Regions from separate parts of the Mus musculus genome. Here all the other regions are linked to region 1. Evidence: chromatin contacts called from public HiChIP or PLAC-seq data. All regions are on one chromosome and are shown on one strand. The core of a region is the stretch at or near the end of the contact, and the rest is flanking DNA. Distances in the headings are between cores, read along the strand shown. Region 1 holds the start of Lpar2 (lysophosphatidic acid receptor 2). Region 2 has its middle 58 kb from the start of D130040H23Rik. Region 3 holds the start of Homer3 (homer scaffolding protein 3). Region 4 holds the start of Armc6 (armadillo repeat containing 6). Region 5 holds the start of Mef2b (myocyte enhancer factor 2B). Region 6 holds the start of Hapln4 (hyaluronan and proteoglycan link protein 4).

Region 1 (3,359 bases), core at 440-2,939:
AGGAGACAGCCCGACTTCTCTCCAAGCTGAACAGTGATGCTGTGTCCAGGACCACCTGTTGTGCTGACCCAGAGCCTGAGGAGTCTGAAGAGCACCTCTGACCACCTACCATCCTGAGGGACCCAGAACTGAATTGATGGTCCCTGACCCAACCTGGTGACCAAACCAATTCAGTGGGGTGTGGGGAGAGACGGGGTTACCAGTGAGTTCCGGTAATGAAGATTACCTACCTGTGGGAGTCCCAAGACACTTGGTTGAAGTGTCCCATCATCTCCCTGCCAGAGGAGATTTAAACAGCTAGGCAACACAGGTGCAGGTGTTTCGGGGTCAAGACTCAATGGTCAATACAGATCAGTAGATCCTTGGGGACTACCCGAGTCTCTGACCTCTGAGACGGGTGTCTTGACTATTTCAGTCATAATGGCTCCTGGCCCTACTACACTTGCAGCAGTAACAGACTCCCAAGTTAGCAGGTGGCTGCAGCCCAGCCCTGTCTCCTTTTAATTTGTTTGTTTGTTTGTTTGTTTTAAGCTAAGTCTCACTGTGTAGCTCTGGCTGGTCTGGAGCTCCCTTTGTGAGCCACAAATCCTCTGCCTCCCAAGTGCTGGCTAAATCTGTGTTCTTACAACCTCCAAATAAAACCATATCCTGCTGCCGGCAGGAGGGCTGACCGCAGTGGTGCTTGCTGTAAAGCCTCACATTTGTTGGACCTCCCAGAGCCACTTAGTGGAAGGAGAGAGCCCATCCCTACAAATTGTCTGACCTGTGCACATGCACAAATAAAAGAAAATTTTAATTTAAAAAAAAAAATCCGCTGGGCGGTAGTGCCACACACCTCTACTTGATCCTAGCACTCAGGAGATAGAGGCAGGAGGATCTCTGAGTTTTATGCCAGCCAGGTGTACAGAGAAAGTTCCAGGACAGCCAGGGCTACACAGAGAAACCCTGTTTCAGAAAAACAAAATAAAATAAGATAAATCTTGTCTGTTCTTGCACATTTGTCTTTGTGCTGGAATGCTGACAATAAGTCACCAGTAAGAGCAGCGTCTTTAACCCTTTATTAAGGGCCAGATGATGGAACCAAGGCTTCTAAACACACCCTGGGAAACCTACTGGCAATTAGTGTAGGGCCTGGAGCCCAAGATGAGTCACTCAGCTCAGTGTCCCTGATCCGGTTCTACACAATCAAATACAACTCGGTGCAGATAATCGGGACAATGGGGCTGTGTGCTGCGAACCGGGGGAGGTCAGGGGAGGAGGCTGCTGCAGGCTCGAGCCAGCGGCAGGCTGGGGCGAGACTTCGGGAAGCAAGGTAGTGCGGCAGCAGTGGGGCGAGGGTCCAGCCGGGAGATTGACCACGGAACAGTGGGGCGGGGCTTGCAGCTCGGTAAAGGATTGGACAGAAACGGGGGGGGGGGCGCCCGCAGAGCCCCCCCCCCCCCCGCTGTGGATCTTTTCAACTGCCAGGTGACTCAGCCCCAAAGGCGCGAAAGGGCAAGCACGTGAGATGTGCGGGGGGGGGGGGGGGGGGGAGTAGAAAGGGTGCCCCACGTGGGAAAAGGGGGCTGTGGGGAGGCGGTGAAATGACCACAGTTTCAGGAGATCACACTTCCGACGTGGGGGTGGGACTTTCCAGGGGGCGGGACACCCCCAAGGGCCAAGAGCTAAGGCAGGTGGGGGCGTGGCTTTGAGGTCCCGCCTCTCCCGCCTCCTCAGCCGGGGGCTCCAGGAACACCGGACGCTGCTGCGCAACCGCTCGGTTGCCCGGCCATGGGTCTCAGTCCTGCTTCAACCCACCGCGAGCCAGCCCCATCTGCCGCTTGACTGGATGTGCAGGTAAGACCAACACCAACCGGTTTAGGGTGGGTGCAGGCCACCGAAGAAAGCGAGGCGGGGCCCCCTCTTCTCCACAATCCTTCTCCTAGCCCAGGGTTGTCTGCAATACCCTCTTTTGTCCTGGAGGCCTTCTTGGCCCTCAGTCCCACCCAGGAATGGACTGCTTTCAGAGCTCTTGCGCGGAATCCTGCCTGTAACTCAACTTCTGGGCGGTCTCTGTCTACTCTGCTCGCGCTAAGTCCCCTCAGTGCCTTGGCATTGCCCTCCGGGTGTTGACCACGGACCTCGCTCTGGTGTGCACACACCCCCTGGCCTCTGCACTGTGCAAGGACCCTGGCACAAGTTTGATCTTCTTAAGGCTAACCCCAGCAGCTCACTCCGCCTTTGTGCTGCCCCAGCCAACCCACCCACGCCCATTGAAAACCACAGGTGTCCAACCCAGTCACGGATTAGTGGCACGTGGCACTGAATTGCAATGTGGATGCATTTGCTCTGGGTTCTTAAGATTTAAAAAAGAAAAGAAAAGCCGATCAGAAAACCGTTTTAAATTGTTATGCCAGCATTCAGCAGAGGCTAGTGGATCTCTGATTTTGAGGCCAGTGTGGTCTCAAAGCAAGTTCTAGGTCAGTTGGGATGCATCGAGAGACCCTGCTTTATGAGTAAATAAATAGAAATTGCTTTTTAAAGGTCACTTTGGCCTTCAGCACAGACTTCTTGCACAGAGGGCCTCTGATCCTGTAGGTTGCACTCACCCAATCTTGATTCTAGTCTCTGGCCACTGCTTTGTTCAAGTGCCCTTCCATCAGGGGCCACCTGCACTGATCTGTCTTCTGTATCCACAGGCAGCCATCATGGGCCAGTGCTACTACAACGAGACCATCGGCTTTTTCTATAATAACAGCGGCAAGGAGCTCAGCCTTCACTGGCGCCCCAAAGATGTGGTGGTGGTGGCCCTGGGGCTGACAGTCAGTGTGCTGGTATTGCTGACCAATCTGCTGGTTATTGCAGCCATCGCCTCCAACCGACGCTTCCACCAGCCCATATACTACCTGCTTGGCAACTTGGCTGCGGCTGACCTCTTCGCTGGCATGGCCTACCTCTTCCTCATGTTCCATACTGGCCCACGCACTGCCAGGCTCTCCATCAAAGGCTGGTTCCTGCGACAGGGCCTGCTGGACACCAGCCTCACGGCGTCAGTGGCCACACTGCTGGCCATCGCTGTGGAACGGCACCGCAGTGTGATGGCGGTACAGCTACACAGCCGCCTGCCCCGGGGCCGTGTGGTCACACTCATCGTGGGTGTGTGGGCGGCTGCACTGGGTCTGGGGTTGCTACCTGCACACTTCTGGCACTGCCTCTGTGACTTGGACAGTTGCTCACGCATGGTGCCCCTGTTCAGCCGCTCCTACTTGGCTGCGTGGGCCCTATCCAGCCTGCTTGTCTTCCTACTCATGGTAGCTGTCTACACACGAATTTTCTTCTATGTGCGTAGACGGGTGGAACGCATGGCGGAGCACGTCAGC
Region 2 (3,359 bases), core at 373-2,872, 490 kb before region 1:
CAGAAATATACATAATTTATTTTAAAAGACAGAAGAAAATGTCTCTGGCATGTTCATTTTGTACCTCAAGATCTTAACTGAAACTCAAATGTTAATCAATCCGGAGGAAAGTAAGACCACTACAGCAACTTTTGGACTGCTGGAAGCAATGGTGATTTTTGTATCCAAGAGCTAGCCAGCAACTGCCTCCTAATTCTTTTTTGTTTGTTTGTTTGTTTGTTTGTTTTTTGTTTTTTTCGAGACAGGGTTTCTCTGTATAGCCCTGACTGTCCTGGAGCTCACTCTGTAGACCAGGCTGGCCTCAAACTCAGAAATCCACCTGCCTCTGCCTCCCGAGTGCTGGGATTAAAGGCGTGCGCCACCACGCCCGGCCTGCCTCCTAATTCTAGTTAAAGAGATCAACCCTGAATCCACTTTTAGTGCCCCATTTTAAGAGTAAAATCACAAGTATTTCCCAAGCAGGTTTACAGAAAATAGACAATGAGAGAAAAAGGAAATATAAAACAACAACAACAACATCCCAACAAAACAAACAAAAACAGCAACAACAACAAAATAACATCATGTGGCCAATATGCAGTTATATAGGGTCAGATATAGTCAGGGTGTTCTCCAAAATATGTAAAGTTCATGGGTCGGGGCAAGACAGGCTCTAGGACAAAGGCTTAAACACAGCAAATCAGCTCTTATAGTAAATATCAACTTAATTTTTCATAATACAGCATAATGGCCCCTACCTTCAAAATGGAGTCAGACAAATTTCTCATCAGTGACACTGCAAACAAAAAGATAGATATATCAATGTGACAATCCCCACACATACAAACAAGAGATACCACATATATAGAGCAAACATCAAGGGTAAGTCACCTATTAGCACAGTAGATGTTGTACTTAGATGAACAGCTATACTGAGCTATTTTATACTCAGAACAAGGTTGCTTTTCCTTCTGGGCAGGTTGGCTCAGAGGAAGGTCATGGATGCCTCCGTGCAGGACCAGAAAGAGTTCATTTTGACTAAGCCTGGAGGCTGTCTGTCTCAGGACTGTGACAACACCAAACAGTGTGTTGAGTATTTTTCTTCGTAAATGAATGGTAAGAGATTTTAGATGTTAATTGGTATCAGCAGCATTGAAATAGCACGTCAAGGCACCGGAGAGATGGCTCAACAGTTTAGAGAGGTGGCTGCTCTTCTAGAGGATCCAAGTTTAATCCCAAGTATACACTTCTTGTTCTATCCTTCATTTTTATGGTTATATGGATATCTGCCTAGTTGTGTCTGTACGCAGTACCGACAGCACCCAGAAGAGGGCGGAAGATACCAACCATTGGAGTCACAGCACATTGTTAGCTACCTGGGTTAAGGAAATGGAACCTGGGTCCTCTGGACAGCACTCAGTGCTCTTATCTGCTGAGCCAACTCTCCAGCCCCTCTTCTTTTAATTTAAAGTTTACTTTTGTACTTGTTCATTGAAATATATTGCATCTCATACACCCTTCCTTGTCCTCCCTCCTTCCCTTCCCAAATTCTTCCTTGTCATGCATGAGTAAGTAAGCTCTTAATATATGACTACAACCGGCCCCAGTCACTGAGCCGCCGCCGGAGGACTCAGCTGCCTCCCCCTCGAGCCCTCTTGCTTCCCGAAGCTACGTCCCCCACGCCCGCCTTCTCCCGCAGCCGCCTTCCGCAGGCCATTTCCGCCGAGGAAAAGGAATCTTTTCGTATGTCCGCTATCCAGAACCTCCACTCTTTCGACCCCTTTGCTGATGCAAGTAAGGGTGATGACCTGCTTCCTGCTGGCTCTGAGGATTATATCCATATAAGAATTCAAAAGAGAAACGACAGGAAGACCCTTACAACTGATCACTGATGAGTACGATAAAAAGAAACTAGTGAAGGCGTTTAAGAAGAAATTTGCTTGCAATGGTACTGTAATTGAGCATCCAGAAGAAAATGGAGAAGTAATTCAGCCACAGGGTGACCAGCGCAAGAGCATATGCCAGCTCCTGATAGAGATTGGACTGGCTGAGGAAGATCAACTGAAGGGTCATGGGTTTTAAGTGCTCGTGGCTTAAGTGAGGATTTCCTTGCAATGAGTAGAATTTCCCTTCTGTCCCTTGTCACAAGTTTAAAAACCTCACAGCTTGTATAATGTAATCATTTGGGGTCCGCTTTTAACTTGGACTAGTGTAATTCCTTCATGCAATTAACTGAAAAGAGCCACAATACAACACACACACACACACACACACACACACACACACACACACACACACACACACACACACATACAACCTGCTGAGTCTGTTGTTGTTGTTGTGTTCATTTGTTTGTTTGTTTGTTGTTTATTGTGTGTATATGGTTTCAGGAGTGATTACATTGCATTAAGTGGCCAACTAGGGAGCGCATTCCTGCCTCAGGCAGATTCTCTGACTTGCAGATGAATTGAACTGTTAATGAACAGTGGGCGTCTAACCCCTCTAATGACCTAGGCTGTCTTGGACAGCAAATATTATAAAGATTAGAAACCTAGGGATGGAAAATACACGAGCAGTTGAGAACACTGCCGATTTTCTGAGGGCACCCAGGTTTCCTTCCCAGCACACTCAGCAGCTCACATCTATCCCTAACTCCAGCTTCAGGGAATCTGAAAAAATCTGTTCACCTCCTAGGCAGCCATAAATTCACCAAGCAGGAATGAGGCAAAGTCACATAAACAGGCAAAACTCCCATATACATGAAATACAAGTGAAATTCTATTTCTGAAGAAGGAGGAGGAAGTGGAGGCAGAGGAAGAAGAGGAGGAAGAGGACAAGAGGAGGAGTAGGAAGAAGAAAAGAGGGAAGGGGGGAAAGGAGAGAGGTACAGGAAAGGGGAGGGGGAGGAGGAGGACCTTGTACCATAAAAATTATTTTTCACGGTGAGTGTGGTTTTACATTCTTTTGATCCCAGCACTTAGGACACAGAGGCAGGAAGATCACTGTGGTTTTTGAAGAAAGCCTGTGAGTAGCCAACACACACACACACACACACACACACACACACACACAGAAAGGGAAAGAAGAACAAAACTGAATAATAGATAAAAAGAAGCATAGGAGAATGGGGAGAGTGTAAAACCTCTTCAGTCATTTCAGTTGTCTGTCACTTGTGCCCATAAAATCATTTTCAGTAATGACTATTGCCAAGCATGGTAGCACATGCTGTTAATCCCAGCATTTAGGAGGCTAAGACAATCTGATATCCAAGAGTTCAAGGTTATTTTAATCTACTTAATCAATTTCATGATAATACTAATCTCAAGAAGACTACCACATTTTTAAACAGTGATTATAATTTTTATTTTATTTTATTTTTT
Region 3 (3,359 bases), core at 599-3,098, 460 kb after region 1:
CTTAGGCCCTTAGCCACCCCCACTCCCACCCCCACTGCCCAATAACCACATGTCTTAGCTCTGCAGCCAGCTCAGAGCCTGACAGACCAGGACCGGCTTCCAGCCTGCTGCCCTGAGCTCAGATACTTAAAAAAAAAATGTTGCTAATAAGGAGAAAGTCAGTCTGAACACAGCAGACGGTATTGTCTTTGTTCCCAGTGTTCACATGCTCTGTGGCTCCGAGCCTAAGAGCAAAGACAGATAGTTTCCCTGTGCACATGCCTCTCAAAGTTAGGCGCAGTTGGAGAGGACCTTGTTTTCCCCAGCTGCAAATAAATATCAAGGAGGCTGGTAGCTCAGGGGCTCCTACCTGCCTGTGACTCAGAAATGAATGGAAATACCTCTACATATAATATATATATCAGAGCATCCATGAGCAGAAGGCCAGGAGCCCCGGGAAGTCTAGTTTGGGCTGTCAGAGGCAGGGAACAGAACCACACAGCCTGGAAGGTCAAGGAGTGACAAACATCCTTGGAAAGGAGCACATTCCTGGGAGGGCGAGGGAGAGAAACTCGCCTGGCCTGAGAATATCTTCACTGAAAGTTAGCCACCTGCTCAGATCCCAGCAGACACCAGAGGGCTTGAGAAGAGAAAAAAATATATATCTGACATAAGAAATGCAAAGCTGAGAACCACAGACTCTGATTCGGACACAGCCATTTGTCCCCAGAACACGGAAACCCTTGCAGAAATTTCTAGAAAAGTGCAGCAAGGGATTTGCCACAGGGCTAGGGACCCACTGGCAGATAGGTGATCCCCTGAAGGATCCTCGGCGGGCTGCTGTGGCTGTGGACAGAGGCAGGACTCAGCCTACAGAGCTGCAGGGAGTTTGTCCATTTCATTGGAAGACAACACTAAGAGGACACTTGGATCCTAAGACTCTGTAACAATAACCTAGTTACTCCCAGAATTTATTTTTGAAAGTCAGGGTCTCACTATGTGGCCCTAGATGGCTTAGAACTCACTATATAGACCAATCTAGCCTAGAATTCACAGAGATTTGCCTGCTTGTTCTTTTCGTGGGAATTAGGATGGAGCCCAGGGCACCACAGACGCTTGACGAGGGCGTTACACACTGATTTGCAGTCCCACCCCCACCTTCGTTTTGGGGAGCTGGGCTCAAGCTGTCTTCATGCTTCAGTTGCTGAGGGTCCAGGAACTTTTTCTTTTCGAAGAAGCCACATGAAGACTCAGGGCCACCCTTGGTAGGAGGCAGGAAAGCGAAGGGTCGTTGTCCACCCATTTTCCGTGTTTCTCCCTATCTCTGGGTCACCAGATCACACTCCAGGACTTCTGCCTCTGTCTTCACACCCTGGCCCGCTACCACCCATCTAACACCCACACTTTTGTCTTCTCAGCCTTCAGCCCATCAGTCCAATGCTCTGCCCCAAGGCCGATCCAGACAGACCCTCCTCTTCCACCCCTCTCCCCACCCCGCTGTCTTTGTCCGCAGTCACCTTCTGTCTCTCTCCGCTGCCCTCCTGGATCCCTCCCCTCTGTCCAGTACTCTGCCTGATCCTAGGCCCCTGCCCTTAATCCCTCTGATCCCAGCCCCAGACTTTATGGGCCCCTCCCCCTCCTTCAAAAGCCACGCCCTCCCCACTTCCTTCAGTTGCCTCCCACTGGGTCCCCCCTTCAGAAGTTCCTCCTCTTGACCTCCTGGTGCCCTCCCCTTCCTCTGCCCTTTCACCCCGCCCAACTCCCCCCTCCATGTCCGCCCTCCTCTTCTTCCCTCTCGGGGTCCCCTCCCTCTTCCCCGCCCTCCGTAGCTGGCCAGCAGGGGGCGCTGGGCAGAGGCGGGGCGGCGCGGGGACTGGCCGCGATGGGACCGGAGGCGGCGCAGACAAAGGCGCGGGCGGCGCGGGGCGCGCGGAGGGCGCGGGCCGGAGGCTGCAGCGACGACGACGCGGGGTGAGCCAGACAGGGGGACCCCAGCTTCCGAGGCACAATCAGGGAGTCGGGGGCGCAGGAAACGCAGACGGTTTCCAAAGTTGCGGACTGTGAGGCGGGGCCCAGGAGCTGCGGGGTGCAGGCTGAGGGGTTGGGATCCTGGGGTGCCGGCTAGGGGGCCGGCTCAGGTGCTGGCTGGGGCGCGGGGCGCGTCTTCACCGGGTTCCTCAGCCGAGGTCCGGGTGTTGGGGACGCCGCATCGCGAGGCTCCGCCACTTAGAAGTTGCGGGTCAGCGGCTCCCGTAGTTGCCCTCACGAGCTGCCCTGGAGGGAGTGGGAACCGGTGCCAAATGGGAAGCCGGCGTGGGGCTCCTGGCAGGGTCCCCGCCGCGCGCGATCGCGGTTCTCCGCCCCGCGCCTCTGCTCCAAGGCGCGTGACTACTCAGTGAGTAACTTTTCCTGATGGTGGCAAGTCCAGGCAGGAGTGGTCCGACCGGAAGGGCCTGGGTTCGGGGACCCCTTTCCCCCAATCTCCGCCAGTTCCATTAGCGTCTCTGACTGGACAACCCCCCTACCCTCCCTCTGTATGGGAACTTAGGTTTCGCAGCTTCCCAAGACAGCTTGGAGGGGCCCTGACCTCAGACCCCGGGTCTTGACCTCCCGCACCCGCAGGACCCTCCTTCTCCTCCAATCTCCTTAGTTGAAATTTGGGGGACTTAGGAGAATGACAGGTGCAAGCGTTCATAGGAGGCTGGGGAGCTCCGTTCTCCCGGTCCTGTTCCCTGTTCACATGGTGGGGACTAGGATGAACCGCTGTGTGCAATGCGTGCTTGTGTGTGTGTGTGTGCCTGTGCGTTGAGACATGGTCCCACTCTGTAGCCCAGGTTGGCTTCAAAGTCTCCTCATTCTCCCCAGTGCTGGTGCCACCATACCAGGCTTTCATTTTTTCCTTTTAAGTAAGCTCCCTGGAGACTCAGACACAGAGTTATCTGGGCTAAGTGGTCCTTTCTCTCTCTCTCCTCTCTCTCTCTCTCTCTCTCTCTCTCTCTCTCTCTCTCTCTCTCTCTCTCTCTCTCTCTCTCTCTCTCTCTCTCTCTCTCTCTCTCCTCTCTCTCTCTCTCCCTCCCTCCCTCCCTCCCTCCCTCCCTTCCTTCCTAGAGTTATTTATTTTATTTATACAAGTACACTGTAGCTGTCTTCAGACACATCAGAACAGGGCATCCAATCCCATTACAGATGGCTATGAGCCACTATGTGGTTGCTGGGAATTGAACTCAGGACCTCTGGAAGAGCAGTCAGTGCTCTTACCCACTGAACCATCTCTTCAGCCCCGAAGTGGTCCATTTGTGGGATCAGCGAGGTCCTGATTTTCCTGTTAGGTCCCTGGAAGCACTCCACTTTTACTCCTTGAGATGGGTTTATCCCTCCAT
Region 4 (3,359 bases), core at 506-3,005, 410 kb after region 1:
GGGTGTGGTGGCATGCAACTGTCATCTCAGCAGCAGAAGGCTTGGGGCAGAAGGATGGGGAATTCAAGGGTACAAGAGATTGTCCAGACAACAAAAACAAAAATTCCAACCCTGAAGCTCACAAAGCCATAGGAGAAAATTGACTCCCACAAGTCCTCTGATCTTACATGAAGGACACAGTATAAATGACACATCAATGTATAAAGATCAAATTTGTAAAAGCCACACTCTGGTTAGGGCTTTATGGTACAAGCCTGTGATCTCCAGCCCCAAGCCAGCCTAGGCTACAGAGTGAGACCCTGTGTGGAAGGAACGAGTGTAAAAGCTGAGGTGCTGGGAAAAAAGTGTTCAGTCAGCAGGTGAAGGTGTGCCGCTCCATCATCACAACTTGAGTTCAGTTTCAGCACTCACATCTGGTAGTTCACAACTTGTGCATACATGTAAACACACAATAGTCATGATGATGTTAAATAATATTGATAACAAATAATTTATTAATAATAATAGTTATTAAAGCACAAATGAAGCAGAGGCAGGCTAACCTCTGAACTGGAGGCCAGCACAGTCTACAGTGCAAGTTCCTGGACAGCCAGGACGACACGGAGAAATCCTGGCTTGAAAAACAACAACAAAACAAGAAACACTGATACCAGAACAACGGAGGCAGAAATGGTAGACCTCTGTGAGTTTCTGGCCAGCCTGATCTACACAGTGAGACCCTCCTGACCCCCTCCCCCGTCTTGCCCCTCAAGTAAACAAAACCTGTCTAGGTCAAGCAGCCTTACTGTCACATGAAATAATCCCGTTTTTGTTTTTTATGTTAGGGATTCATGTAGACCTGACTGACCTTGAACTCCTGATTTCCAGTCTCCAAACAACCCCCTGGCTCATCAGTTGTTTTTGAGGCAGTGTCTGGTCTTGTAGCCCAGACTGGTATCAAACTCGCAGCAATCCTTCTGCCTCTGCTTCTTGAGTGCACCACAACGCCTGTTCTTTCTTTTGGCTGTTTTTATTCTGAAATATGGGCTGGCTACATAGCCAAAGCCGGTCTAGAACTCATCAATCCTTCTGTCTCCCTAAAGCAGTCATGACAGGTGCAGCAACCACGCCCGCTCCATCACTACTACATGAACAGCAACACCAGCGTCCCCTGAACCAGAGTCACACTGTCTTGAACCTCTTGTACTCCTGGCTCCACTGCCTAGAATGCGGCCGACCCTGTAGCAGGTGCTCAGGTGCACACAGGCGCAGCGCGAATGAATAAAATGAATGAAAGAACCTGCACAAGAAAGGCGAAGCATTTGCTTCCCAAGTATCTCTGGGACGATTCTCTCCTTCCCCCAAACCAAGTCCGCGAGAGTCGTGCAAACACCACCACCCCGACCCCGCGGCGCCCACTCCCCACTGCGCCAGCCACAAGCACAGGCGGCCGGTGCTCCTCACCGGGTCTACGCAGCCACGTGGGGAAAGGGTGGGGCTCGCAGCTGTCACCCGAGACTTTGCCTTTGGCTCCTTCGAGCCACCATATAAGCGCAAGCGCAGAGGCGCCGCCTCGCCTCGGCGTCCCTCCTTCAGCCGAGAGGCTCCTTTCCGGGGCAACGAGGGCGACCGCGAGCACAGGTAAAGCGAAGGGAGCCACAGAATACGCGTGGGCCTGAGACTCTTGCAGTACTCTCAATGCTACTCCTAGGTGTCGCTTCCCCTCAAAAGAGATAGTTTTCACCTAGGTAGACTCGGCCCTGAGAAGTGAGCAGCGCGCCTGCGCGAAAGAGCGAAGATGGCTGCCCTCGACGCTTGCGCATGAGGACCTAGGCGGTGGCAGCCAGCGCCTGCGCACCAAGGCAAGGCAGAGGCTTGCGCCTGCGCGACGCGGCGCTGCGGAAACCGTTGGCTCATTTGCATCTCCCCGCCTCGCCAGGCGGTGGATAAGGGGCCCGAGGCGGCGGCGGCAGCGGCGGGGGCGGCACCGCACGCGGCAGGCTCCGGGTGAGGCCCGGGCCCTGGAGACCTGGGAGGGCTGGCCCGGGGTGGGAAGGACTCTGGGTGTCTCTAGGGCGAGCGCGCTCCTCCAGCCTGTCTGGCGGGTCCATTCATTACGCTTGAGCCCTCAGTCGGCCGGGCGAGTTGGGCGTAACGGCGAGCGGGCTTCGGGCCTCCAGCTGCCGGGAACCACTGCAGCCTCCGAGTCTGCCAGTACCATAGACGGGGAAACGGAGGTGCAGACAGATTAGGTACCTTGATTAAATTTCAGGATCAGCTGACCCGGAGGAGTCCCTGCTCTTAAATGACAGAGAACAAGGGGCGTCCTATCGCTTTCCCAGGGTGTGGGGAAACGGGGTGATGGTTATAGAAATGACCAGAAGGGAGGTTTACCTCTTGAAGTTGGAAGTGTCATAAGGAAGGCTGTCACTGATATGTATGCTGCCTTATTTTTTTTTAACATTCAGAAAGTGCCCTCACAATGAATGCCCTGTTGGTCAGGCTCAACATTAGGATGCCTGACCTAGTGGTTCACTTCTTCAAGTCTGCTTTTCTCCCGTGTGTGAACATTTTTTTCTTTCATTCCTTTTTTCTTTCTTTCTTTTTCTTTTTCTTTTTTTTTTTTTTTTTTTTTAAGGCAGGGTCTCAAACTGATTATGATGGCTCACCCCTATAATCCCAGTTCCCAGGAGGCAGAGACAGGGTGGATTTTCCTTTCAATGCCAACCTTAGTGTGTATGTATGTGTGTGTGTGCACACACAAAGTTTGAGGCCAACCAGAGGTGTGTAAGGAGATCATTTGGAATCTCTCCTACTCAACCATGCTACCAAAAAAAAAAAAAAAAAAAAAGTAAATAAAACTAAAAAGATTGGGTCTGCAGAACCTGGCAGTGCACACTGGCAATCCTAGTTCTTGGAAGGCAAAAGCAGGAGGATCAGAGGTTTAGTGCTCATGCCAAAGTGGGCTACTCTGTTGTAGTTGCAAAAAATCCAAACAACAACAAAACAAAACCCTCATGCACACACAAAACTGGGTCTTGCTATGTAGCCTAGGCTGGTCTGGAATAAACTAGGTAGCTCACACAGGTTTTAAACCTGCAAACCTGTTGCTCAGCCTCTTAAATAGCTGAGATTACATGCTTGTACCACCAGATACCTCTGTGTGTGTATGTGTGTGTTTGTGAGAGAGGGAGGAGAAAGAGTGAGTGTGTGTGTGTGTGTGTGTGTGTGTGTGTGTGTGTAGGCCAGAAATTGATGTCTGGTTACTGATTGGCTAGTCTGGCTGATCACCAAGCTCCAGTGATCTTTCTTCCTTGTCTTCATCAGAGATTACAGGCACATATGTCCTCATGCCCAGCTTTTTTTCCTGCTTAGTTTTG
Region 5 (3,359 bases), core at 380-2,879, 330 kb after region 1:
GGTGGATGGGAGTCCTAGAAGGCCCCACAGTGACTTTCCCTCTGCAAAGCCAGAGGCGAGCTGAGACAGGGGCATGGGACAGGGGCATGGTACTGGAAGGTATATGAGGACACTGGCAAAGGCACAGCTGGTAAGTCCGTACTGGTGACCCCCCCCCCCATATAATGGCTCTAATTATTCAGGAGTGGTCCAGCGTGGCACTGGCTTGGTCCCATTTGCCAGCAGGATCAGAATTCTAAAGAATCCTTTATTTCCTTATTGGACAGGGTCTCTTGTTTTGTTTTGTTTTGTTTTTCGAGACAGCGTTTCTCTGTATAGCCCTGGCTGTCCTGGAACTCTGTAGACCAGGCTGGCCTCGAACTCAGAAATCTGCCTGCCTCTGCCTCCGGAGTGCTGGGATTAAAGACGTGCGCCACCGCGCCTGGCTATTGTTTGTCTGTTTTTATATTTATTTTGAGCCAGGGTTTTACTATGTTGCCCAGGCTGGCCTTAGTTAGACTTAGCATCTTCATGTGATTGTCTCAGCCTCCTGAGTACCTGGGATTACAGACTCAGCCACCAGGCCCAACTTATTTCTTATCTAGAGACAGTAGTCTCAAAATTACCCAGGATGCACTTGAGCTCTGTGTACCTCATACTGGCCAGAAACTTAGCACACTCCAGCCGACTGGAGCAACTGGGAGGACAGGCTGTGTCACCAAACCAGCTGCTAACTGTACTTCACTCCTATTAAGGTGTATGGTCCTGACTAGCCAGTCCAAGGTAAGGTCAGGGTCATCACAGTGAGGTCCAGGAGCCCTGACTCCTTAAGGAGGAGCCTAGCTGTTTGTACAGCCTTGCCCAGTGTTTTTTAATTTTTAAGATAATATATATTTGTATATGATTGTGGGGGGGAGGCGTCGTCTGTGCCATAGCAGGAGGACAGAGGACAACTTACTGGTGTGGGTTCTCTCACTCCACGTTTTCATACCGGAGATAGAACTCCTGTTACCATGCTTAGCAGGAAACCCCTTTACCCACTGAACCATTTCGTCTGGCTCCACGACCCTGTTTTCTTTTTCTCTTTTTTCTTTCTCTTTCCTTTTTTTTGTCTGGCTCCACGACCCTGTTTTCTTTTTCTCTTTTTTCTTTCTCTTTCCTTTTTTTTTTTTTTTTGTTGTTGGTGGTGGTAGTGATGGTTTTGGTTTGTTTGTTTGTTTGTTTGTTTTTTGTTTGTTTCCAGACACAGTTTCTCAGTGTGGCCCTGGCTGTCCTGGAACTTGCTCTGTAGACCAGGCTAGCCTCAACAATCACCAGCCTGTACTTCTCCAAGGGCTGGGATTAAAGTTGTATGCCACTATGCTCTGGTTGTTCTGTTTTGTTTTGGTTTTGATAGGGTCTCGCTCTGTATCCCATGCTGGCCTGCAACTAGCTGCAGTACTCCTGCCTTAGCCTCCTTGGCGTGCACTTCTCAGTCAGGCTTCTCTTTGGATCCTAGCATCTTCTCTCGGACGGACCTAGTTTGAAACGTCTAGGAGCCAGAACACAGCCAAGTATCCGCCCCTATGCAAATAACCTACTTCCACCCAATCAGCTCTTGAGGGCGGGGCTGCGCGGGAAGGCATCTGCCACTGGGCCAGAGCTATGCTCAGTGCAGCAGAAGCATAGGCGCCTGGACCCTCACAGTGCGCAGCAGGTGTGGCCAGCAGGGACCAGACTCCCGGGACTCCTGAGGTGTGCGCGGGTCTCGGGGCGGGTGGGATGCAGAGAGCCGTGAGTGTGTGTGTGTGTGTGTGTGTGTGTGTGTGTGTGTGTGTGTGTGTGTGTGTGTGTGTGTGTGTGTGTATGCGTGTGTATGCGCGCGCTGTCTTTGGGTTAGGGGGCCTTGCTTTCAGGAGTGTTTGCTGAGTAGGGTTTCAACTAGCCTAGTCTGGAAGTTACTATGTAGCTCATCTAGCCTCAAACTCACAGCAGTTCTCCTGCCTCAGACTCCTGAGTGCTGAGATCACAAGCATGTGACCATTAAATTGTTGGAGGTTTCTTCTTTCTCTTGAGAAGAGGGGGTTTAAGACAGGTCTTGCTCTGTAGTCTAGGTTAGTCCAAAATTCACTATGTAGTTCCGGCATTCGTAGTTCAAACTCAAAGCAGCTCTCCACTCTCAGCCTTCCAAGGTCCAGGATCTCAAGGGTGTGACCACACTCCACTGTTGGAAGTTTCAGTTGGCAATTTTAGAGAGGGTTTCACTCTACAGTCCAGGTTGGCCTAGAAGTCTATGTAGCCATACCTGGTGCTTCATGCCTTTAATCCCAGTCAGGCAGATCTTTTCAGGCTAACCTGTTCTACATAGTGAGCCCTAAGTGAGGCTGTATCATGAGACCTTGGGGTTGGGAGGAGCTCTGTAGCTCAGGCTAAGCTAGAACTCATGGTAGTGGATCTTTGGTCTCCCAAGTGCCAAGATCACAGATGTGTACCCGTGGGTGGCTGTGTTTGTGGTTTTCTTTGTTTTAGGTAGAGGGGGGTTGAGAGGTTGAGACAGGGTCTTTGTGTGTAGTCCAAAATAGCCTTGAACTTTCATCAGTCCTCCTGCCTCCGTTTCCAAAATGTCGGATCACAGGTGTGTTCCTACTTGAGGCTGTATTTGAAGTTTTGGTGATGGTTGATTGTGATGGCACTATATCTGGATACTGGCTGGTTTTGTGTGTCAACTTGACACAGACTGGAGCTATCACAGAGAAAGGAGCTTCAGTTGGGGAAGTGTCTCCATGAGATCCAACTGTGGGGCATTTTCTCAATTAGTGATCAAGGGGAGAGGATTCATTGTGGATGGTGCCATCCCTGGCTGATAGTCTTGGGTTCTATACGAAAGCAAGCTGAGCAAGTCAGGGGAAGTAAGCCAGTAAAAAACATCCCTCCATAGCCTCTGCATCAGCTCCTGTATCCTGACCTGCTTTGGTGATGAACAGCAATTTGGAAGTGTAAGATGAATAAACTCTTTCCTCCCCAACTTGCTTCTTGGTCATGATGTTTGTGCAGGAATAGAAACCCTGACAAAGACAAATTGGTACCAGAAGTGGGGTATTCCTGTGACAACCTGACCATGTTTTGGGGAGGACTGTGGAAGGACTTTGGAACTTTGGGCTAGAAGACCCATTGGGATGTTAAGAGCTCTGTGGGATGTTCTGTAGGAACTTGGAAGATAATGTTGAGAACAGTGCAGAAGATGGAGGCCTGGCTTGTGAAATTTCAGAGGGATGATTAAAGACTCTTATCAGAGCCATTGCTGATTTGATTGTGAAGATTCTGTGGTTCTGGTTAGCTGGGGCTGAAGAATCAGCTGTGATTAACAAGATACCAGAACTACTAAAGCAAAACCTTTGCAT
Region 6 (3,359 bases), core at 239-2,738, 260 kb after region 1:
ACACAGTCATAACAGTTCCTACCTTGCCCAGAGACCTGTGCAGGCTGAGAGGTCTGCCTCAGGCAAGGTAAAGAGTGGAACTTAGACCTGTTCCTCTGGGCCCTGGGTTTCTTGGGTGATTGCCCAGTGAGCAGATGGGTAAAGCAAGACTGGCCGGCCCAGGCCCTTAACCAAGCCCTTGTACTGCTGCCGGTGAAGAGAAGACTTACTCCAGTCTAGCCTAGAAAAGCCATAGCATCTGGCTGTGGAGCCCAGGCTAGCCTCAAACTTGCTATCCTTCTGCCTTAGCCTCTCTTATACCTCCATGCCTGGCTTTCCCTGACCTCCTCCCCCACCTCCTCCTCCTCCTCCTCCTCCTCCTCCTCCTCTTTAACAAGGTCTTTGTGTAACTCTAGTTGTCCTGGAACTCTGTAGAAAATAAGGTCCTATGTATCCCAGGCAGGCCTTAAATTCCCACTGTAGCCCAAGGTAACTTTACTTTCCTCAATTAGTTATTTTGAGATAAGTTCTCTCATAGTAGCTCTGGCTGTCCTGGAACTTACTACGTAGAACAGGCTGGCCTCTAACTTACAGAGATCCGCCTGCCTCTGCCTCCCAAGTGCTGAGACTAAAGGCGTGTGCCGTCACAGAAGCAACAAATGAGGCTTCAAACGCATGATTGTCCTACCTCTGCCTCTTGCCTCTTAGCATGTTTTACCTGCATGTACCACCACAACTGGCCCAAAGATGACTTTAAATTCCTAACCCCACCGCAGCCTCTCTGGTGTTGAAATGACTAGCCTCCCTCTGGAACCCAGAACCACAGGCATGCTAAGCGATCCCTTCTCCAACTGAGCTTCAGCCTCAGCCTCCAGCTAACACATGGCCTGGAGATAGGCCAGGCTCGTCTCAAGCTTGCTGTCTACCTGCCTCTGCTGAGATTAGAGACTAGCTCCAAACCCCTTCCCTTTTTTCCTTCTCATCCTAGGCTGACCTCGAACCTGCAGAAGATAACTTTAAACTGCTGGTTCTCCTTTCTCCCTCCAGAATACTTGAGTAACAGTTGTGTGTCTCTACCATAAAATAAAGTGTGTTGGGGTGGCAGGGAGGCTCGTGGACTTGAGTCTTTCCTGTGCTGGCAGGAGCTGGAAGACTTGATTAAGGAGCTTGGCCGACCATCTTAGTTTACCCTTCTGCTCACTGGGTGGTTATATGGGACTCCTATGCGGCAGCACGCCTGTCATCCCAGGTGTGGAGTACCAGCTCAGTCCAGTGAAACTAGTCAACTTAGTCCTCGTGGGTGAGAGGTTGGGATGGGTCACTATTACAGTGCTCTCAATTCCCCGTGCTGGGGGGTGAGGGTTGTCCCACCCCCACCCCGTGCTGTGCGTGCGCACGCGCGCGCGGCACCTTTAAAGCGCCCTCCTCTGCTTGCAGGCAGACGCCCGGATTGCGCGACCGGCAGGACCAGCTGGCCAGACCGCTGTGCGCGTGCGCAGTTGGGGAAGCGCACTGGCCGCTCAGCAAGGGCCACGACCAGGATGGTGAGTGCCACGCTGCACTGGTTTTCGAATCTCACATTTGTCTCTGTCTCTCTTCTCTCTGCCTCTCTCCGCCCTCTCTTTTCCTCTTGCCTCCTCTTTCTCTTTCTTTGGCACTTTCCCTTTCTCTGCCTCTTCAATGTCTCCCCCATGTTTGGGGGTGGTGGTGGAGAAGAGCGCTCACTTATTCTTTTTCCGTGTCTCTCCCACTAGTATCTCCTTCCTCTACCTCTGAGTCTCTGCATCTCTGATCCTACACCTCTATTTTTGCGTCTCTGGGTCACTGTCTCTGAGTCTCTGGGTCACTGTCTCTGCGTCTCTATTTATGAGTTTCTATCTCTGCGTCTCTATCTCTGTGTCTCTGCATCTCTGTGTCTCTGAGTGCATCTTTGCGTCTCTGTCTCCGAGTCTCTGGGTCTCTCTCTGTCTTTGCCGCTGTCTCCGGGTGTCTGTCTCTGAGTCTCTATCTCTGAATCTCTTCCTCTGAGTTCCTGTGTCTCTGTCTCTGTCTCTGTGTCTCAACTCTGGGTCTCGCTCCCTCTATCTCTCCTGGCCTGGCTCAGTAGCCCGTTGCCCCCCACCTCTCCAATCCTGTCCCTCTATCCCCAACCCCCGCTCGTGCTGCCGGGCTTGCTGCAGTCTCCTGGCGCGCTGATAACCTTGCGGCCCCGGTCCGCGCTGCTGCTCCCCCTCCCGTGCGCTCCCGTAACGGGGGCAGGGACTTAGGGAAGACGAAAGGAAATCTCCTGACCCTCCGTCAGTTCCACGGTTGATTCGCGCCTGAGACCCTTTTGGGGAGGGCTGGCAGAGCTAGGGGCTGTTGGGGCAGTACAGCTGGAAGCAGCTCCTGTACCCGCAGGCGTGTGCTCCAGGAGCCCTCGGTCACCGCGCACTCTGGGCCGTGGCCTGGGGACTCCTGCTGCTGGTCCCCGTGCTCGCAGGGGCGCAGCGTGGCAGGAAGAAAGTCGTGCACGTGCTGGGTGAGTTTTGTGGGAAGCTCTGGTCATCCCCTGCAATCCCCAATACACGCGTGCGCGCGCGCGCGCGCGCACACACACACACACACAGCGGTGGCCTAGAGTGAACGATGGGAGTGGGATGGGGTGGCGGATTGCCATGGTCCCCTACATTCAATCTCTGAGCTCCTTTCCCATCCTAGACCCACATCCTCTCCCTGAGGGACCCTACCGCACCTTTGACCCCTGATTGGTCGCCCCGCAGAGGGCGAGTCCGGTTCCGTGGTGGTGCAGACGGCGCCGGGGCAGGTGGTGAGCCACCGCGGTGGTACCATTGTCTTACCCTGCCGTTACCACTACGAGGCGGCCGCCCACGGTCACGACGGCGTCCGCCTCAAGTGGACGAAAGTGGTAGACCCTTTGGCTTTCGCCGATGTCTTCGTGGCTCTGGGTCCCCAGCATCGAGCCTTCGGTCCCTACCGAGGGCGGGCCGAACTGCAGAATGACGGACCTGGGGATGCCTCCCTGGTCCTCCGAAATGTCACCCTTCAGGACTACGGGCGCTACGAGTGCGAGGTCACCAATGAGCTGGAGGATGACGTCGGCATGGTCAAGCTGGATCTGGAAGGTGACCACAGCATGGGCAGAGAAAAAGGGGTACAGTGGGGGGCAAACTGAATGAGGTTGTTTCGGTAGAGATTTTGTCAGGCAGGGGAATAGCTCATTTAAAAATTACAGCTCTTATTTAATGTATGTGTATACTAATATATGCCTGTGGTTAGGGCCAGAAGAGGCCTCCCTTCCCCTGGAGTTGGAGTTACAGGTGGTTGAGAGCTGCCTGGTGTCAGTGTGGGGAACAGAACTCTTTTTGGCTGGAAGAGAA

Evidence for each region. HiChIP or PLAC-seq counts read pairs in DNA pulled down with a chosen protein or histone mark.
Region 2: a contact with region 1 is called in an H3K27ac HiChIP or PLAC-seq map of trophoblast stem cells, with 6 times the contacts expected there. The contact joins the enhancer-like site here to the promoter of Lpar2 in region 1. A contact is called at or near these places in 18 of 39 promoter capture datasets (the 3T3-L1 cell line, the C10 cell line, the HPC-7 cell line and 10 more) and 5 of 115 datasets of contacts at active chromatin or transcription factors (astrocytes, embryonic midbrain, extraembryonic endoderm stem cells and 2 more).
Region 3: an H3K27ac HiChIP or PLAC-seq map of trophoblast stem cells shows a contact between it and region 1, with 5 times the contacts expected there. The contact joins the promoter of Homer3 here to the promoter of Lpar2 in region 1. A contact is called at or near these places in 3 of 39 promoter capture datasets (cranial neural crest, neutrophils and pre-B cells), 3 of 484 Hi-C or Micro-C datasets (all in embryonic stem cells), 3 of 115 datasets of contacts at active chromatin or transcription factors (bone marrow-derived macrophages, large pre-B cells and trophoblast stem cells) and 2 of 9 other capture datasets (adipose tissue and liver).
Region 4: an H3K27ac HiChIP or PLAC-seq map of trophoblast stem cells shows a contact between it and region 1, with 11 read pairs. The contact joins the promoter of Armc6 here to the promoter of Lpar2 in region 1. A contact is called at or near these places in 8 of 39 promoter capture datasets (the 3T3-L1 cell line, the C10 cell line, cranial neural crest and 5 more), 2 of 484 Hi-C or Micro-C datasets (B cells and embryonic stem cells), 4 of 115 datasets of contacts at active chromatin or transcription factors (bone marrow-derived macrophages, embryonic stem cells, extraembryonic endoderm stem cells and 1 more) and 3 of 9 other capture datasets (adipose tissue, liver and pancreatic islet).
Region 5: an H3K27ac HiChIP or PLAC-seq map of extraembryonic endoderm stem cells shows a contact between it and region 1, with 4 times the contacts expected there. The contact joins the promoter of Mef2b here to the promoter of Lpar2 in region 1. A contact is called at or near these places in 3 of 39 promoter capture datasets (3T3-L1-derived adipocytes, embryonic stem cells and liver), 5 of 115 datasets of contacts at active chromatin or transcription factors (bone marrow-derived macrophages, effector CD8 T cells, extraembryonic endoderm stem cells and 2 more) and 3 of 9 other capture datasets (adipose tissue, embryonic stem cells and liver).
Region 6: an H3K4me3 HiChIP or PLAC-seq map of bone marrow-derived macrophages shows a contact between it and region 1, with 4 times the contacts expected there. The contact joins the promoter of Hapln4 here to the promoter of Lpar2 in region 1. A contact is called at or near these places in 19 of 39 promoter capture datasets (the 3T3-L1 cell line, the C10 cell line, the HPC-7 cell line and 10 more), 3 of 115 datasets of contacts at active chromatin or transcription factors (bone marrow-derived macrophages and embryonic stem cells) and 3 of 9 other capture datasets (adipose tissue, liver and pancreatic islet).

Annotation. Positions count from the first base shown.
Region 1 is chr8:69,820,876-69,824,234 of GRCm38.p6, forward strand. Lpar2 (lysophosphatidic acid receptor 2) reads left to right here and starts at 1,690. Exons shown (of 3, transcript NM_020028.3): 1 at 1,690-1,836; 2 at 2,679-3,359. The coding sequence starts at 2,688. It overlaps Gmip (Gem-interacting protein), which reads left to right. Exons shown (of 21, transcript NM_198101.1): 21 at 1-995. The coding sequence ends at 101.
Region 2 is chr8:69,327,494-69,330,852 of GRCm38.p6, forward strand. It overlaps the pseudogene Gm7688. Among named protein-coding and RNA genes, the nearest start is that of D130040H23Rik, 58 kb to the left of the region's middle. Within about 2 kb of position 1,623, at least 30 of the 459 cell types and tissues checked have an H3K27ac peak or open chromatin away from gene starts, as enhancers often do. A contact at or near this core is called in liver and trophoblast stem cells, where this site is marked.
Region 3 is chr8:70,281,151-70,284,509 of GRCm38.p6, forward strand. It overlaps Homer3 (homer scaffolding protein 3), which reads left to right and starts at 1,849. Exons shown (of 10, transcript NM_001146153.1): 1 at 1,849-1,950.
Region 4 is chr8:70,232,667-70,236,025 of GRCm38.p6, forward strand. Armc6 (armadillo repeat containing 6) reads right to left here and starts at 1,756. Exons shown (of 8, transcript NM_133972.2): 1 at 1,444-1,756. It overlaps Sugp2 (SURP and G patch domain containing 2), which reads left to right and starts at 1,539. Exons shown (of 11, transcript NM_172755.4): 1 at 1,539-1,986.
Region 5 is chr8:70,151,132-70,154,490 of GRCm38.p6, forward strand. Mef2b (myocyte enhancer factor 2B) reads left to right here and starts at 1,630. Exons shown (of 9, transcript NM_001045484.2): 1 at 1,630-1,713. The region is part of intron 1 of Gm45929 (predicted gene, 45929); the gene reads left to right.
Region 6 is chr8:70,082,041-70,085,399 of GRCm38.p6, forward strand. Hapln4 (hyaluronan and proteoglycan link protein 4) reads left to right here and starts at 1,489. Exons shown (of 5, transcript NM_177900.4): 1 at 1,489-1,523; 2 at 2,380-2,500; 3 at 2,742-3,104. The coding sequence starts at 1,521.